Linked DNA regions of Drosophila melanogaster: region 1 is linked to region 2. The links are chromatin contacts, called in public HiChIP or PLAC-seq maps. All regions are on one chromosome and are shown on one strand. Each heading gives the region's core, a stretch centred on a gene start, on an enhancer-like site or on the middle of the called end of the contact. The rest is flanking DNA. Distances are from core to core; before and after follow the strand shown. Region 1 overlaps CG40006. Region 2 overlaps Ir40a (Ionotropic receptor 40a).

Evidence for each region. HiChIP or PLAC-seq counts read pairs in DNA pulled down with a chosen protein or histone mark.
Region 1: a POLR2A S2P HiChIP or PLAC-seq map of the Kc167 cell line shows a contact between it and region 2, with 2.9 times the contacts expected there. The contact joins two enhancer-like sites. A contact is called at or near these places in 1 of 107 Hi-C or Micro-C datasets (embryo) and 1 of 6 datasets of contacts at active chromatin or transcription factors (the Kc167 cell line).

What each region holds. Positions count from the first base shown.
Region 1 is chr2L:22,686,771-22,692,741 of dm6, reverse strand. It overlaps CG40006, which reads left to right. Exons shown (of 10, transcript NM_001042936.1): 5 at 4,133-4,561; 6 at 4,619-4,736. Among named protein-coding and RNA genes, the nearest start is that of lncRNA:CR43927, 62 kb to the left of the region's middle. Within about 2 kb of position 4,386, at least 2 of the 39 cell types and tissues checked have an H3K27ac peak or open chromatin away from gene starts, as enhancers often do. A contact at or near this core is called in the Kc167 cell line, where this site is marked.
Region 2 is chr2L:22,184,927-22,191,203 of dm6, reverse strand. It overlaps Ir40a (Ionotropic receptor 40a), which reads left to right. Exons shown (of 7, transcript NM_136296.4): 6 at 1,230-1,459; 7 at 1,517-1,678. The coding sequence ends at 1,620. Among named protein-coding and RNA genes, the nearest start is that of CG3635, 13 kb to the right of the region's middle. Within about 2 kb of position 1,348, at least 3 of the 39 cell types and tissues checked have an H3K27ac peak or open chromatin away from gene starts, as enhancers often do. A contact at or near this core is called in the Kc167 cell line, where this site is marked.

The DNA of each region.
Region 1 (5,971 bases), core at 3,137-5,636, 500 kb before region 2:
CGACTGTCTGATTCGACTGCTAAAAGAGGCAAAATTTAACTGTTCTGCCTTTTAGAATTCTTGCCAGATGAAGAACGGTACTACGAACCAGTACAGATTCCCAACTGTTCATTCCGCAGGATCAGATGTTCCGTTTCTGAGCCGTACTCCTACGAAGCAAGAATCTCCCGTCGTTCCCACACTTTCAAGTACCTAGATACATTGCATCTCCCTTCCAAGAAGCTCAACTGCCTCCATGTAGGCGTACAGCACTGTTATCTACACAAGACCTCGATTTGTGACGGTTTTTACAGGTTTCACTCCTGTTGACACAATACCGATTCCGGGCTTATAGTTGAATGCTTGGCTGCTGCTGTTCCGAATGTTAAAAATGGCAGCCAATTCATTAACAATTCCCATTTTCAGCTGCAGCTGTTGGATAGATTCCGAGCTTGTTCTGCATCAGCTCCATTTAGCTAAAATTTAGCCACCACGGAACTGGAACAAATACATCTTTAAACGAACAGCTTAAATACTGAATGACTTTCCTCGGAGCTGATGGAACCATGTCGCAAGGAAGACAATCCTGCAGATTGCGCCTCTTGAGGAGTTCATCCATCCAAGCTTCTAGAGAATCAAATCTGGCGGAACGGAGGCGGAGAGAATCAAAGCAAGTTCGAGGCGTGCTCTGGTCCGACGTTAACACCGATGAAAGGGCAACGCAGACAACATCTCTGCCTACTTTCCCTGACAAAACTAGAGAGGAGTTACTCATCAACAAGATCTTACCATGGTTAAAAGTTTTTGGAAACGTTGGCGTATGGAGTACTTGACTACCCTGCACGAAGGTACCAAATGGCATCTAGAATTCGACACTATTAGTGCTTAAAGAGCCTAATTAACCCCCATCCAAATGGATCCTTGGATATATCACGGAGTTCAAGCAGATTAAGACGACAAGGTCAGGGTCGTTACTGTGACGACTGTCAATGGCGTGTACAAACAGACAATTACTAAAGTAGCTGTACTGCCCTTGTGCTGAACAAGACACTCTGTTTTCCCCTCTCAATTCACCTTTTGGAGCACTCGTTAAGTTCTATGGGTTCTTTTCGCATTATAACCGCTCATTGTCACATGCATCGGTTCACATTTAGACTCCGACCTTTCCTAGTACTTATACATGACCAGTAAATGGTAACTTGTTTACATCTATAGCATCGTATGATCCATTAGCCGCTTCAGTCACATTTTTCTTCTCAATGCAACCACACGCATCGTGGTCTCTAAAGTCGAACTGTGCGAAGGTCAAACAAATAAATATTATAAAAACAGATACACCACGGACGTTTGATTTACACCCTTTTTTTGTTGTATTATATCCGTTACTCGTAGAGTAAAAGGGTATCTTAGATTCGTTGAAAAGTATTGTATGTAACAGGTTGTTTGAAGCGACCATATAAAGTATATATATTTTTCTGTTTGAACGTCGAGATCTCAGAAACTATAGAAGCTACATGGTGAAGCGATTCCGACCATATAAAGTGTATATATTCTTGATCAGTATCAAAAGCCGAGTCGATCTGGCTCTGCCCGTCCGTCTGTCCGTTTCCAGCAACTGTAAAGAAGGTTAAGCAACTGTAGAAGGTTAAGAATTATCATGCAGATTTTAGTTTCGAAGTTTTTGTCGGTTTTTGGTTGTGGCAAAAGTTTTTTTTTTTGCAAATCGATAAAAATTTACAAAACTAAAAAAAAAATATTAAAATTTCAATACATTTTTCAAAATGTGGTCGTGGCAGTTTTCTGTTGTTTGTGGGCGTTATAGCGGGCGTGACAAGATGGGCTGCGACTATATCTCTAGAATGTGTATGCTTAATCTTAACCTTCTAGCTTTTATAGTTCATGAGATCTCGACGTTCGTACGGACATGATGACAAACGGTCAGACGGACATTTCTAGATCGACACGGTTATTGATTCTGATCAAGAATACATATACTTTGTATGGTCGGAAACGCATCGTTCTGCCGGTTACATACTTTTCAACGAATCCAGTATATCCTTTTACTCTACGAGTCAGGGGTATAATGTCGGCCATGACGGGATGTTGTCGTAATCATTTCTGGCCTCCATTAGACCGACTTTATACAGATGGAGAGGTGTAACTTCATGATATTTTCACTTCGGTCATGTGTTAACTGTTTTGCGGCACCCCCAATCCATTCCGAACTTTCTTCAATAGCGTGATCATTAGTTGTACCTATGTTGTGCCATGCCCATGTTGTTTGAAGAATGCCAGTTTTGTAGAGGGTTGTTCTTCTGAGACCCTGACGATGAAATCCTAAAAGCTGCTAAAAGCGAGCGGTTATGGAGTTACGGATATAGATCCCCGATATTTGTAGTTTTGGTCGATACAAAGTACTCCTGGGTGCCATCTGGGGTGTTCCGGCCGCCGAATATATTTCTTATGAACTAACATTTTCCCATACAGTAATATATTTTATCATGATGAATTGACAGATAATTCGGTGTAATCACAAATTCTGTGTTATTCATGGGAAGTGCTATGATTCTAAGCCAGAAAACGCTTCCCTCTTGACAATAGGGACCTAATTGAGAATATTATATCTGTTCTGTTAATGATTGCTATTAATTGTAAGAGCTCGTACATATATTATTCGATATTGATTATGTACGTCCTGTTCCTCTAATACACAACTCATTTGTTCGTTCGCTTCCTCTCTGTCGAATATAAATCTTGAGATAACTACTATCTTGGGCAATTATAGCTTCTCGGAAACATCATTCAGATTCAATCCCAACCAGTCTGTTGTTAATGAAATTCTATCGACGATTCTAATTTATAAGTTCTCTTGTCTTTTTCAAAAAATGTCCTTCTTATGAACGTGTTTATCCTACTCTGAAACTAATTTTTGAACAGGATGTTAACCTCGCAGACTCCATATTTCCTATCAGCTTTTGGTTTCTCTCAACCACCCTTCTTCTTCCTGTATTTTTCTTAAGCTTCCTATTATGGATTTATCCACTGAGCCTAGTCCATTGATTAATCACCTTGTTCCTTTATACTTGGGACTAATACTTTCCAATTAATAATATTATTCATTTGGTTTATTAATTCTTTTGATCTTTTCCTTGTGGATTTTTTGCGGTTAGGTTAGGGTTACGATGTTATCCTACAACACCTTGTTTTTCGAGAGCCTAGAAGTGAGCTCATCCCTTCTGTTCTCTTTTCTACATTCAGAACATTCGTATTTTACTAACTCCTGCTAATAGCTACTGGGTCCTTTAGTATTCTTATATACTGTGGTGCCCTAACTCGGGAAGAATAAATAAAAAAGTGGATTGATTAACAATTTTATTGATTATTCTGGTGTGCTCTTTTACAACAAATAAGGCAGCGTCAACTGCCTGGCTGTGAAAAATGTTCGTCTTCCTTCTGAATATTGTGGTGTTGTCCATGGACATTCGATTCCCGTACCCATCGGAGGTCTTGGTGTTCGAGGATGGACCACATTGCTGCATATTTCGTTTCCCATCCTTGAAGTTGAAATGCTTCTCGACACTGATTGTCACACGTCATTGTTTTCCAGAAGGCGTAAATCGTCATCCATTTATTAGCTATGTTACGTATCTGACAAAAAAAATGCTTCATTCAGTCAACCGAGACTATCAAGTTCTTCCGAAAAAGAATGCGTTCCATACGCCTGACAACCTCCTTTCCAGAACTTTTGCAAACAGGCCGCAGCATGCTGATCACAGCATGCCCGTTTCATTCTACCTTTTTCCTGCACAATCGATCGTACAATCGATCGTACAATAGACTCGAAATGTCGAATTGTTGAAAACTTAATCTACTGATCTCTACGGGTCTCTCTTCATTCTTAACGACACTTTATTTTTGATTTTCGTTTTTTTTACGGAATATTGCCTATCAAAAAATATTATTCATATACAAATAAAATTTAAATTTAAAAAAAAATAATTTTTTTATATTTTCAAATAATTCGGATAAAATATGGTGTTTTGTTATAAGAAAGTAGAATTAAGTCCGGTTTTATTAAAACCTAATTTAAAGTTTGTTATTAATTACAGTCCGAGACATTTAATTATTAATGAAAATCAAATTGTCTATCTAGGCAATATCACACCTTACTGCCAACCAGCCGTTCTTAGTTAGAATGGCTCTGAAGACACTACTACTGAGTACAAAGTCGGAGCCAATAGTTCGCACCACTGCCAAGGAATTCATGTTTGGCTATCCCTCCGCCCTGGCCACTCTCGGCAACACCTTCCTTCCAAATTGGATTTCCTTTGAAAAGGTTGGGCTTATCGATCGCATGTACGACTTCTCAACGGATTTCGAGACGTTCTACACAGGCGTGCCCAATCCAGCGCTTTCGGGATTATATGCATCGTATCGCGGAGAGACAACGCTGCCACAGTGGGACGGGGACCATTGCAGCAACATAGAGTTTGCATCTGATGGTACAAAGTTCAAAAGCTTCATTCAGCCTAACGAGACCGTTAAGTTCTTCCGAAAAAGCATGTGTAGACCGATAAACTTGGTATGTTTTGAACAAGAATTCCGGGATAAGCCCCAACTAATTTATATTGTCTTTTAGTACCGGGTGGGAAACGAAAAAACCTATGGCAGCCTTAAAGGATATAATTATGTATTTGAGGATAACGCCTTTGATAATGGCGCAACTAATGAAGCTAACAAATGTTTTTGTAGAAAAGGTAAGTAACGAAGCAGCTCTGAATATTACTTACATTTAAGTTTTTTAACCGTTGGTTGTTGGGACCAAGTGGATTATGTAAATGTACAGTATGCTGGAACAATGCCTCACAATATTATGTGTATAAATATAAATTTTTACTAGTCCAAACTGAGATATGAAAGCCAAGACTGAGAAAAGCTTCGCGTCAATTTAGCCTTAACAAACAGCTGATCATACATATGAATTTGATATCGCATAAAAAATTCAGTGTTGCAACTTAAATGTTTTTAAATATCGTTTTGGTGTGTCTAATGTATCCTCTTTCATAATATATAGTTAAATTCAAAATACAATTTACAACATTTTTTGACTTTATACCTAATAATTGGATATCTGGCCCAGTGTGCAATGATTTGATTTTAGACAAACAGGGAAACAATAAATGTTGTCTGCTTTTATAAAAATGTTTTGTTGGCTATGTGAATGTTGCATATTAACTGCGCTGGTTTTAATGGCCAAACAAGTGATGACGTAGCAAAGTGGCTGCGAACGAGATGAAATCGTTTATGCGCCAAACTAAAGGTGGCTTGAAAGAACTGATCAACAGTTTTGGCGTAGCTGTGATGATCTTCTTTTCATTCAATTCACATTTTAATGGCCTTAAACTATTAGATGAATCTCCATGCGCAAAAAAGCCGCTGGTGTTAGGCTGCCTAAGGCCCCGCAACAACGGGCAAGAGGCAATGATCAAGAGGACTCCACAACTGATCAGCTGTCAATCACAGCAAATCAGCATATGTTGCTAAGATCGGAAGCTGAACAAGATTCGGAGCAATCCGATCAATCCGCTGTGGAGGTACCCCACCCTGTGATTGCTTAAGACTCCGAATTGTCTGCACTGGTTTCTCAACCAGTGATTCCACCTGTCTCGATTAGTTTACCACCACAAGGTAACATTAAGTCCGCACTACCGGCACAAGTTGGCACTTCAGAAATACAATCTGCAGGGCCAAAACCCCTCGCGGTGGTTCCACTAAAGAAACAAATTTTAGTTTCTCGGCTTCGATTCCAAAATTTTGATTCATATTCTCATCAAACAAAGATTATTCTAACATATTTTCAGATCGTCAGATTGATTGAGATTGTCAAAAACATTTTCAGATACCTGCACACCAGAGAGGTAAAAGTCATTTTAGGAAAACCAAGCGAAGGAAAATTTTTGATAGCTTCTATACCATTAAATATCATATCTTA
Region 2 (6,277 bases), core at 99-2,598:
TAAAAAAGTGTCTTGTAATAATGTGAAAATTTTAATTGGCATGGCAAACATTTTTTTAAATCGATAAAAAATTTACATAGCTAATAAAATTATGAAAAAATTTTGAAAAATGGTTCAAAAGTGTGGGAGTGGCAGTTTTGTGCGGTTTGTGGGCTTTGGAGTGGGCGTGGCAACATGGCTCAACAAACTTGCACTTCGTCTTTGTCTCTAGAATCTGTATACTGAATCTCAACCTTCTAGCCTTTATATTTCCTCCTCTTCTTCTCTTCTGAGCAGCAGCACAGCTCTTTTCTTAATCGCACAGATAACATTTCTTGTTCGCTTGCTTATTTCCTTCAAAACGGAAGCATCAAACTCTCCCAATTGTAACTTGTCAACTGGGGGATCCTCCGGTCCCATCAAAAGATCCATTGCAAGACACAACGCAATGCACTTTGGTGGTGGACCTACCCTTCAAAATCGGTACCCAATGTGAATGTAAAGAATTTTGATTATATCTTATCCCTTACTCTTAGGATCTTCATCATCCTACTTCACACTGGACGATTACTCGTAGATATCTTCATCTATTTCGTCATTTCATTCGTCAATCTCTCCTCGCCGTTTAATATTAGGGCCCATTATCCATTGTAGTGAACTAGTTAGTTCGCGCGGCTATTACGTAACCCACCAAATTTACGTAACGTAATCGGGGGAGTAATTGTGGGGAGTATGATGGTTTAAATCATATCTTACGTGCGCTCTCATTTAAAAAGCTCCGCAGGAAAGCAGGATTGTAAAGTGATTTTTCCAAAAATTTAAATGGTAAGCCATCTAATCGCACGGCCATGAACAATAAGGATGCTCGTTATTGTTTACCTCAAATAACACATATTTTCATAGTAAAGAGATCTGTTTTCATGCTAAAACCGTAATAAATAAGTGGAATGCTTGTGTTATCTTCTGCGATAAACACTTTTAATAATTCCAAAAATTGAGGCACATATTGTAGATAGTAAATAAAATAGTGCTCTGAAATTAGAGTGGTACAAAACTAGCAAGAGATCCAACCAGTCAGCAATTATACCACAACATTATACATTATAATTAAGTTTTTTTTTTTACAAATAACTTGGGATACGAATACGCCATACAGAATATAAGAACGGGGAAGTTATATCTAATTATATAGTTAATATTAGTCCACTAAATTATTGTTTTAAAAAACAGCATCTTAAACATTTTTGTAGCTTGATGCAGTTGTTTGAGAGCGGAATCCTAGATAAGATGACCGCTGCCGAATACGCAAAGCAGTACCAGGAGGTAGAAGCCACGAGAATATACAAGGGCAGCGTGCAGGCGAAAAACAGTGAGGCTTACAGTCGAACCGAAAGCTATGACAGCACGGTTATCAGTCCGCTTAATCTACGAATGCTGCAGGGCGCTTTTATCGCTCTCGGAGTTGGTTCATTGGCTGCAGGTACTGATCTATATTATTAAATTATTCCAAAACTGTATAGGTATTTCTTCTGCTTAGGTGTAATTTTGCTGTTAGAGATAGTATTTATAAAACTGGATCAAGCGCGATTGTGGATGCTGTGCTCACGGCTGCAATGGATTAGATATGACAGGAAAGTGTAAGTCAGTGTATTTTATTTGCTGCAGCCGCTTTAAATAATACAATAAACGTCAGATCCTTAAATTCGAGAGACAAATTCATTTGTGGTGGTCCGGTTAAGATTTGGTATTACTTGGTATTACTACTTTGGTATTACTTTAACAGAGGTTTGGTGGGGATCTATCAACTCTGGCATAAAACCAGTATTCGCAACACAGGGAAGGGAATGCCATTTTTGGGTGAATGACACTATTCTTCTTTAATGCGGTTCCCGAGTATAAAACAGCCGAAACACGCGTGATGCAGACTATTTTTTGTGCAAAGCGCAACGAAAGCCTATGCAAAGTGCAAATGGAGTAACGCCAATTGAAGCTGCAGGAGTGCTGGCTTATTGGCTCCAATCGAGAGCAGTGTACATCCAGTATATCCACCTAACATAAGACGTTGAGCGGAATTCCGTTTATGATACTCATGCGCCAGGCTTGCACGCAACTGGCTGCACATGGACGAAATAGTGCATCGTGAATTTTAGCAGGAATTTGTGCGGCGCTACGAGATCGATATTCTGCTGCTCAGCGAGACTCATTGCAAGGAGGCACAGGCACCCAAAATATTTGGATTTGAGTCTTACACTGCCAACGACCTGAGCGACGGTAACGCCAAAGGTGTTGCAGCGATCCTGGTCAAATCCGGCCTAGTCCACTTTCCTCTTACACCAATAGCCACTGACGAGGAGCAACTCGCGTCTGCCCTACGAGGTTCATATGGAATACGAGCGAATTTAAATGCATTCTGAATCAACAATGTTCCAAACTCCTCGTCGCGGGCGACTGGACTGCATCCCACTGGCTATGGGGAGCGGGGAGATCCAATCGAAGAGGGCGTGAGCTAGCGAATCTGGTCCTAAGCTTAGATATAAGCTCCCTAGCCACCGGAGGTCCTACAAGATTCCCGTTCGGCAGTAGAGGCTCCCCAGGCTATATAGATTTTGCTGTCAGCAAGGGCATTCTGGATATGCACGATGAAATACGTTCCGTTGCTGAGCTCAGCTCCGACCACCTACCGCTTATAGATGCAACAGCTACAGCTTATCTCAAGATGGAGCGACTAATCGGTAGGCACTCTGTCCTGTAACGATTCCATGATCATGATTGAGTCCTCTCTGAACCTGAGTACGGCGATAAACTCAGAAAGAGAACTAGACGAAGCTGTTGACACTCTCACCCTTATTATTAAGGCTGCAGCCAGACTGGCTACTACTGCATAGGCCCACAGCAGCTAAAATCCCGATTACCAGAGAGATTCTGCTCCTTTTAACTGAGAATAGGCGTTTACGCAAAAGATGGTTGGATGGATGGATCTTTTTTTATTGTTCACCTCGCGGAGCTATTCCAGCCACTGAACCTCACCAGTCCCCAGGATGTTGACGCGAATCACGACCAGCTGTCCCAAGCACTCCAAATGGACCTGCCGATCACCCCCACCGAGGTTGCCAACGTCATCGCCAAACAAAACCCCAAAAAAGCTCAATTGCATGATACTATCTGCAACTCCACCCTAAAAGCAACTCCACCTTGGTCCGCTGCTTTATTACCTGTACAGCTACAACATGACACGTTAGCCTACCCGGGACGTCAATGCATAGTGGTTCACCCAAAGGCCAAAATTAAGAAAAAAAAGAATCAGAATAGATTTGCGAAAAGTAAACAAATCATCTAAAGTATCCGAACATATCAAGACAAAACAGGTTATGTCTAGAAAGCTAACGGTACTTTCTAAAAATAGAACTGAAATCGCGAGCATGTTTTTTGCTACGTTTATATGGACACATTGCATTTTTATTGAGAACAAGGCGAACTTCAAAGAGTGAAAACGTCGGTGATAGTTATCTGGTTGACATAATTTAAAATGGAATTTAAATTTGAAGGTATTTACTTTAATAAATTCTTTATGTCACGTTTTTTTTATTGATTTAATATTTTTTGTGTAATTATATTTGATTTAACCTTTTTTGTGTATTTTGTGAACATCTTTTTTATGTTTACGTAAGGTTTTAGTTTATATATATATATATATATATATATATATATATATATGTATGTATATATGTTTATGTATGTTTATGTATATATATATGTTTATGTCATTGTATTAAAGAGTTTCTTGAGGTAAAAAAAAACTGTTAAAGATTTTTGCGGAAAGTTGCGGATGTGCTTGTAATCGTTAATATACGAACCCAATCTCTTATTTTTTCAAGGTCAAATTTGCAAACGAAGTCTCTGTTTTGTGTTTTTATTGTGCCGTCTGTGTGATTCTCGAGTATTTTAGAGCTACAAGCTAATGTTGTGGAAACAGAAAATGCCGATTCTATTGAAAATTTAGTATTAATTGAAAAATGGGGATTTGACGGAAGTACAGGTCATAGGGAATACAAACAAACATTTTCCAACAATAATTTAGAATTAATTTCAAAATCTCAAAATAAAATAATTTGGAAAAATATCGGCCGTCTTCAACACGTTACTGCAGGCCAATTTGATTCCATCTCCAAAGAGAGACAAGTCAACTTTCTTTTGAAGAGGAGAAATATTTTAAAGAGAAAATAAACCTTCTAAAGCAATCAGTGGTTTTTGTTCATGATAGAAAGATAAACGTTCAACATAGTTTACAACTGACTATGGTGGATGAAAACGTTTGCAATGTCCTAACTGAGTCTCTGCCATATGTTACATATGTGGTGCAAGTCCAAAGGAAATAAACGATTTGGACAAATGTTTAAATAAAGTTTTAAACAAAAAACATTTCGAGTTTTGCTTATCTCCCCTTCATGCAAAAATACAATTCTTTGAATACTTTTTACATATTTCTTAAAGTCCACCGTCAAGATGTGGCAGGTAAGGGATCCGGAACAAAAATTAAAAATAAAGTTAAGGAAGCATAAAATGCAAAAGAATTTTCGAAAAGAAATGGGATTTATAGTTGACAAGCGCAGAGATGGAGATAGAGGATCATTAAACGACGGAAATGTCGCTAGAAAATTATTTTCTAATCCAAAATTGTCATTTGAGATTACAGGAGTAGATGAAAACCTGATCCATCGTTGTGCCACTATACCTCAAGCTATTGCATCGGGCCACAAAATTAATGCCTATAAATTTAACGAATACGCTTTAGAAACTGCAAAAAACTGATCAAAAAATATCCATTGTACTTCTTGCCGGGAACAGTTCATAACGTGTTTATTTATGGACCTGCTATTATAGAGCATGCAGTTATATCAATTGGAGAGCTTTCCGAGGAAACTGCCGAATCCAACAACAAATAAATAAAAAATGTACCAAAATGTATTATCACAGCCGGAAAATGTCACGGATTATTACAAACACCGACATTTTGAATGCACTCCTTTTACGCTCAGATCCATTTATAACCGGACAGAGGGAGCTTGGAAAAAATAATAAGTCAGCTTTGCTTGAATCTGTCCATAATTTGCTAAAATTAATAATAAAGTATTAAATTAGTTATAATATATTTATGTAATATTTATTTATTATTTCAAAGATAAGTTTAAGAGTATTGACAAATATGTAATATTTGAAAAAATGAATGCTATCGCGCTGCCATCACTCTCATTGTTTACACTCGGCCTGTTCATCCTGCTCATCATCGTCTGTCCCAGACGATAAGTCATCCTCATTATTCTGAGCATACTTCCATAGCTTCATTTTATCAGCACTCGTATGCGTCTTGTTGGTGGGGCCTTCTCCTTTGACAGCTTTACGAACTACATATCTTATTACTTCAAAAGGTCCTAGAAAAGCGCTTGTCAACTTTTTCCCAGCAACAAACTGAGTACGTTTTACTGCTACAAGATCACCTTCTTTGTATACAACTTCTTCTTTAAGTTTCTTGTCGTACTGTTTTTTAAAAACATCTTCAGCCTTTAGTATTTGTCCCTTAACCGCTTGTCGTAATATCTGCCTCTCTTTGTCAAATTCTTCAAGCATTTCATTTTCCAAAAGTTTCAATAGTCTGGCGTTAGACTTATTCTGCATTTTTACTCCAAACATAATCTCAAATGGTGACTTCTTTTTAGAGCAACTTAAATAAATTAAATTAAGGAATTAATAGCTCTTTGCACTTGTGATGTGAACTTATACCACTTTGAAGAATCTTCAGCCTATAAATTAGAAATAATAGACAAGATAGACCTATTTATTCTCTCTACCTGCCCATTTCCTCTGGCAACTCCAGTTGTTGTTAAGACGTGCTCGATTCCATTTCTCTTGAGGTAATCTTCAAATGCTCCTAAAGTAAACGCAACTCCTCTGTCGGTTATTATTCTGCTCGGATTACCAAATACGTTTGACCATTCTTCCATTTTTTCAAAACTTCGTCAGCTCAAGTTGATTTTGTAGCAAAAATCCACACTAATTTCAAAAATCCATCAACAAGTGCGAAGATGTTCTTATATAGTTTCAGAGACGAGTCCATCCACCTTTCTCAATGCAGCATAAAAGTCCATCCTGTTTGCCCAGCTTTTTGTTCGTAATAATGCACGAAATACACGCGTTTTTAAGCTTTGCGACCGTGCTCTCTGGGTGTGGAATCCAAAACTGCTGTTGTATGAGCTTCGCTTATAATCTCACGTTCCATTATTTTAAGTACAACAAGCTAATC